2 separate regions of the Sus scrofa genome follow, and region 2 is linked to region 1. The links are chromatin contacts, called in public Hi-C maps. All regions are on one chromosome and are shown on one strand. Each heading gives the region's core, a stretch centred on a gene start, on an enhancer-like site or on the middle of the called end of the contact. The rest is flanking DNA. Distances are from core to core; before and after follow the strand shown. Region 1 has its middle 210 kb from the start of MIR205. Region 2 holds the start of PLXNA2 (plexin-A2).

Evidence for each region. Hi-C and Micro-C count contacts between places; a contact is called where the count stands out from the background.
Region 2: a Hi-C map of fetal skeletal muscle shows a contact between it and region 1, with 2.1 times the contacts expected there. The contact joins the promoter of PLXNA2 here to the enhancer-like site in region 1. A contact is called at or near these places in 6 of 47 Hi-C or Micro-C datasets (brain, embryonic fibroblasts, fetal skeletal muscle and 3 more) and 1 of 2 datasets of contacts at active chromatin or transcription factors (skeletal muscle).

The regions. Positions count from the first base shown.
Region 1 is chr9:133,729,846-133,733,081 of Sscrofa11.1, reverse strand. No RefSeq gene overlaps it. Among named protein-coding and RNA genes, the nearest start is that of MIR205, 210 kb to the right of the region's middle. Within about 2 kb of position 1,376, at least 2 of the 83 cell types and tissues checked have an H3K27ac peak or open chromatin away from gene starts, as enhancers often do. A contact at or near this core is called in fetal skeletal muscle, where this site is marked.
Region 2 is chr9:134,582,987-134,586,013 of Sscrofa11.1, reverse strand. It overlaps PLXNA2 (plexin-A2), which reads right to left and starts at 1,254. Exons shown (of 35, transcript XM_021063894.1): 1 at 1,127-1,254.

The DNA of each region.
Region 1 (3,236 bases), core at 127-2,626:
ATCGGAGCTGCAGCTTCTGGTCTACACCACAGCCACAGCAACGCCAGATGATCCGAGCCGCATCTGCGACCTACACCACAGCTCACAGCAATGCTGGATCCTTAACCCACTGAGCGAGGCCAGGGATCGAACCTGCATCCTCATGGATGCCCGTCAGATTCATTTCCACTGAGCCACGATGGGAACTCCATCAGGAGCGTCTTATCAGGTGGCTTATCTGAGCTCATCCCGTTGGACGTACTAATAGTTCAGGTAACCTCATGTTACTCTCGTGAAGATTTCCTAGCCTCACTTCCCCACTTTACAGATGAGAAAAATGAGACTCAGAGGGGACAAGTTGGATAAGTGGCAGAGCCAAGATTGAAACCCGGGGTCTCTGATTAGAATCCGTCTTTTCAGGGCCTCCCTGTGTTGCCTCTTCAGACGCCTGAGAGACCCAGGAAAGTTGTGCCTGCCTTTATTTTTCATCTTTTCATAGAACAACGCGGGGCGGGGCCCACAGATGTTTACCGATTGAGGCCTCTTTGCCTTCGCTTCCCTCTGTTTTAATGCAGCTCTTCCCAGTGGCTCATGCTAACTTCCTTTCAGCCTCTTGTATTGATTTTTAGGAAATCCACAAAGTCCCCAGATAAGAGAGAATACACAGGAAGACAAACATCAGACACAAAATAGCTAAAGGACATTTGCTTTTAGAATCGTCCAGGGTGGCTTCATTTGGCCAGATAAATGTTTTCACTTTAATGGAAGCAAAGACTCTGGCTGCACCCCCAAGTCCTCCAATAACCACAAGTTCACCTCCACGGAGCCAGGGCCCAGTGATGAGCTGGCATCATGTTCCAACCACAAGGAGGTGTGAGCTGGGAATCACTGGGCTTCGTCCGTCACTTACACCCCGTGGGAGTTAGTGACCGTCGGCCAAAAGGCAGCCCATCTCTGGGAGCCCATTTCATTTTCCTTCTTTCTGTTTCTTGTTTTCTTTTCAGGGCCACATCTGCAGCATATAGAAGTTCCCAGCCTAGCAGCTGAATTGAAGCTGCAGCTGCCGGCCTGCACCACAGCCACAGCAACACTGGATCCAAGCCATATCTGGACCTACAGTGCAGCTTGCAGCAACATGGGACCCTTAACCTGCAAGGTCAGGGATTGAACCTGCATCCTAAGAGACACTGTATCAGGTTCTTAACCCACTGAGCCACAGCGGGAACTCCTGGTAGCCCATTTCTGGGATGGCAAACATGGGGGCTCCGGTCTGCACATCACAGAGCCACCCCCAGGGCATTTCCTGCAGCTGCCTGTGTTGTGGTAACACTCCCTGAGCCTCCGAGGGACAGCAATTCACTGTGCCCGAGGAGCAGCCAGTGAGCAAAGGCCTCCACGGCCGCAGCTGCTCTCAGCCATCAGCTAAAAGCAAAGCACAAAAATCAGATCCGTTAAGGTTTCACTCAGCTTTGGCCTGAACAACAAGCCTCTTTGCTCAGGCAGCATGTGGGAGAGAAGCAAGGTGCTGGCTCCCCCGTCTCTGTTTGACTTTTCATTATTTAAAAAAAAAAAAAAAAAAAGCACTAGTGTTCTGCATTTTTTTCAAATGGACCTGACAGTTTCTGAAAGCCAGTCTGCTGTACAGGCTTGTGATTGCCTACCTTCCCGCCTCCAGGTAATGATCCTCGAGGTAATTCAAGCCAGCTCCCTCTTCTCCTGCCCCAAGCCCTCTCTTAATCCCCCCGCTCTATGGCGGGACACCGTCTCCAGCCCTGCTGGGAGAATTACCTGGGAAGCTTTGCTAGGAATCTCCAGACCTCAGTGCAAAGCCACAGTGTCAGAACGTGACCGAGGAGGGGGTGGTGACGGGGGAGGAGTGGAGAGCTGGAGAGGAAGGTGGTTTCAGGAATTTGGTTTTTTGTTTTGTTGGTTTGCTTTGGTTATTTATTTATTTATTTATTTTTGCCTTTTTTTTTTTTTTTTTTTTTTTTTTTTAGGGCCGCACCCATGACATATGGAGGTTCCCAGGTTAGGGGTCAAATCAGAGCTGTAGCTGCCGGCCTACGCCAGAGCCACAGCAACGCAGGATCCGAGCCTCATCTGCGACCTACACCACAGCTCATGGCAACGCTGGATCCTTAACCCACGGAGCAAGGCCAGGGATCGAACCCGTCGACCTCATGGTTCCCAGTCGGATTTGTTTCTGCTGTGCCAGGACAGGACCTCCTGCTTTGGTTTTTTAAATGACTTTAATACAATGGGTCAAAAAACAGCCAGAGTCTGGAAACTACTGCTATAGAAGAAATGTGGGGGGTAAGCAGTTGAATTAGGTGAACTTTCATGTTCTTTTCTACGGTCAGATTCTAACGTTTGGGGGTTAAAACCTCCACCAAATGGAAAATGTTAACTACCTGGTGAAGCAGTCTTCACTCCAGAGAGAAGGCCCTAAGGAAGGAGGGTCCTCAAGAACCACGGAACCTGCCAGGGCCACCTGATACCAGCTTCGAAGAAGAAAATAGGCCCACAGCTGCCCCGATCCTCATCTCTGGCCCTATTTTCCACTCCTAAACTCTAGGACCTCTTCCTATTCTCTCTCAAGGGAAGGCACAGTCTTTAGAGCATTAGCCTGCTGTGGCCTCCTTTGCCCGGCAAAGCAATGAAAGCTACTCCTCTCTATTCTTGCCCAAAACTGTCTCTGAGGTCTATGTGGCACCAACGAACACAGGCCGAGTTTCTGCAGCAATACCTCCTTGTAAGATCTACCTGACCCTGTGTATAGAGAGGCCCTAGAACAGATTAAGAGCTCAATGCATGTTAGTTCTTATCAGTAACCTCAAATTAAAGAAAAAACTCTTAAATTCTTAATTGAAAATGCCCTTTTAAAAAATGTAAGCAAGTGCTAGGAGTTCCTGCTGCAGCTCGGCAGGTTAAGATCCCAAAAATTATCCATGAGGATGCAGGTCTGATCCCTGGCCTCACTCAGTGGATCTGGTCTTGCTGGCATAGGTTGTGGATGCAGCACAGGTCTGACAGTTCCTGTGGCTTGTGGTGTAGGCTGGCAGCTATAGCTCTGATTTGACCCTTAGCTCTGGGAAATTCCATATGTCACCTATGCAGCCCGAAAAAGAAAGGAAAAGAAAAAATGTCAGGAAGTGCTATATTTATTCATTCTTGTTGTTTACTTCCGATGGTTACCCTGACTCCTCTGGGAGCTCAGTTAAGCTGCACTTGCTTGCCCATCCCAGAGGGAGCGAAGG
Region 2 (3,027 bases), core at 5-2,504, 850 kb before region 1:
TGCTGGGCCCCCAAACCAGGGCCTTAAAGGGGTCCTGTCTTCTGCCCCTTGCACATCCGCTCCTGGGATATGCAGTGGCATACACTAGGCTCTTAGATCCCCACAGGAGACCCAGGCTGACTTCCATGACCACTTCATGAGGCCCTTGTTTCTAGACGCAACTGACATGGAACCTCAAGTCCCCCACCCCACCCCCATTCTCTACCCTTCTGAGCTGAGTTGAAGTGGGCAGCTCCTCTGGGGCAAGGGTCAGGCCGAACAGGTGGCTAGTTGTCAGGGACCTGGAACAGCATTTTCTCACAACTCTCTCTTTGGTCAGCCAGCCCATGACTACCATATGGATCCAGGGACCTGTGGGATGGCTAAAAAGGGCTAGAATTTTCTAAGATCTCCATATCACTTCTGGGGTGGGGCAAGAAGCCCAAGGAGGGAAAGAGTCTAAAATGATTAATAAGGAGCTTCTGGGACCCTGGCCGAGCTCCTCCTTGGGCCCCCAGCCATCTCTGGAACCTCAAACCAGGGGATGGTGCAGATGGGGGCTTCACCAGAAGGAAGCGCAGAGGGGGGTATGGGGCACTTGTCCCATTCGCTGCCCTGGAATCTCTCCCCGGAGCCTCTGGAAGCTGCGCAAAGGGGACCTTCCCCTTGATTCCCAAGTCCCTGGCTCTGAAGGAACAGTCGGCGGCCTCCGGGGACTCCTGGACCAGCGTGAACGCCCCCACACCGAGCGCCGGCCACAGTGGCCCGGGCTCTCCCGCTCGTGCAGGGTCACCGAGACCCGCATCCGGCTGCAGCTCGTGGGACAGCCCCCCGCCCCCGGGGCCCCCGAGGCCCCCGGGGCCGCAGGGTGCCGGCAGGTGCGCCGCCCGCCCGCAGCCCGGCGGGGAAGCGGGGCGCCCGCGGGGAAGCCCGGGCGGGAGGCGGCGGCGGCGGCGGCGGCGAGTCCGCCCGCCCAGGCGCGCGCGCCGCGCTCCGGCCCGCGGAAAGTGGCCGACCCCGCGCGGGGACTCGCCCGCCGCGGCGGAGCCGGGGGCTCGGGGCCGAGACCCGCGGAGGCGGGCGCGCTTCGGGGGAGCGGGCGGAGGGCGCCGCGGACGCCGATCGCCCGGCCCCGGGCTCCGCTTACCCAGCTCGGCGACGTCGGTCTGTCCTTCCGTCCCCGGTGCGGCCGCTTTGGCCGCCGGCTGCCGAGGCCGGCGTGCGGTCCCTCTCGCCGCCAGCAGCTCGTGATCACCGAGACGACCAAACCCACATGGAGTCCAAATTCATTAAAATCCACGTCAAGCCAGCAGCCACTTATCTGTATTCCTGAAGTGGCCCCTCGGTCTCCGGTCCGCGCGCCCCTCAGTCCTCTGCCGCCCCGCAGCAGCCCCACCGGGCGCTGTCGCCGGCTCGCGGGGGGAACCGGGAGGCGCCGAGGGGGCGTGGGGGGTGGCTGGCGCTGTGTCTCCTTGGGAAGCAGCAAAGCCCCGGCCGTCTTCAGATTTTTCCAGCGCGACTTTCCGGGCTCCTCTGACATCAGCAATCGCGGCGCTTCCTTCCCTTCTCGCTCCCGGTCCGCTCACAGTCCCACTTCCTCCGGGAACCTGGCTCTCCGGATCTATTTCGAGGTTTGCTTCGCTCGCTCCGGCGCCCGCGTTCCCCGCCGCTCCCGAGCTCGCGGGCTCTCTCTCCGGATCGCCTGGCCTCCCGGCTGAAAAATTCCCAGCAACTGCGCTCCGCCGCCCTCCAGCTCCAGTCTGGCGCGGACGCCGCTCCGCCCGGCAGCTCAGGCTCCGGCCGGCGGGCGGCGGCGGCCGGCGGGCAGCGGCGGCGGCGGCAGAGCCCACAGCGCCGGCCTCCCTATATTACCATGCAGCTCATTATCATAGAGGCCGCGCGCGTTAACCCCTTCCTTGCTGGCCGCGCCTGCCCGGGCTGGGGCCGCGCCCGCCGCTGGCACCGCCCGCCGCAGCCAGCCCCTGCCCCCACCCCGCCCGCCCGGACTTCCTCCTCCGCCAGCTGTCAACAAAGGAGAATGAGGCTGGGCATCGGGAGGCGGCCCCGCTGCTTTCCTGCGCCCGGCTCAGCCCGGATCCACCGGCCACCTTAAGTGGCCGAGGGGGCAACAAAAATCCTGCCCGGGGCCTGGGATCCGGGTGGAGGCCTGGCAAGCCCAGCTGGCTAGGGCTCCGGTGCCGGAGCTCAGGACGCAGACAGAGCGGGTGAGGGCAGTGGGGACGTGGGCTTCCCCTCCTGGAGCACCACCTGTGCCCGCGCACATCCTGCACACCTCCCTCTTGGTCTTTAATTTGAGGGGTGCGTTGGGAGGTACCGGCCATGGCTGATGAGGTTAAGAAGGGGTTCTCGGAATACGTGCAGGCAAATTGCTTCTGCTCGTGAATCTCAAAAAGCCAACAAGCTGTCAAATGAGGTTTGAAGTTGTTGTTACTCATTCTAATTTTTATAAGGCAAAAATGAGCCCTGCTCTCAAGCTTCCAGCTCTATTAGGGATCGGGGGCATCTGGCAAGTGTGTGTGTGGGGGGGGGGCGGCAGGGACCAGTGGGAAGTTTTCTGTATCCGGACCCAGGGAGCCTGCCTGGCAAGGGAATCAGGGCAAGGGAATCAGAGCGGTGGCGGTAAAACTTATTTTAATAACCCAAAGTGAGAGGGGTCTGAATGTCGGATGGCAATGCCTCAGTGCCGACCATTGCTCCCGTGCCATGTAGAGTCTCGGTATCTCCGCAGCCTCTGGGCCTGGCTTTGCGAAAGAGGCTTGCAAGCTAGACCCCAGCGAGCTCGCAGGATCTGCGTAGTCCCTGCTCGCGATGAGAGCACAGGCGAGTTGACTCAACACGTCCAAGTATTCCGGCAGGCTCTCTACTGCCCTCTCGTGGCCATAGTTCTCAACGGTGTAAACAGAAAACTATTCACTGGGAAACCCTAAAGGGAGGCTCACCTAATTCTCAGAGCAGCCAGGGTCTCAAAAAAAAAAAAGAATTGTAGACTCACGGGTTGTCCTGAGCAATCACCCATTCAGTACAGTA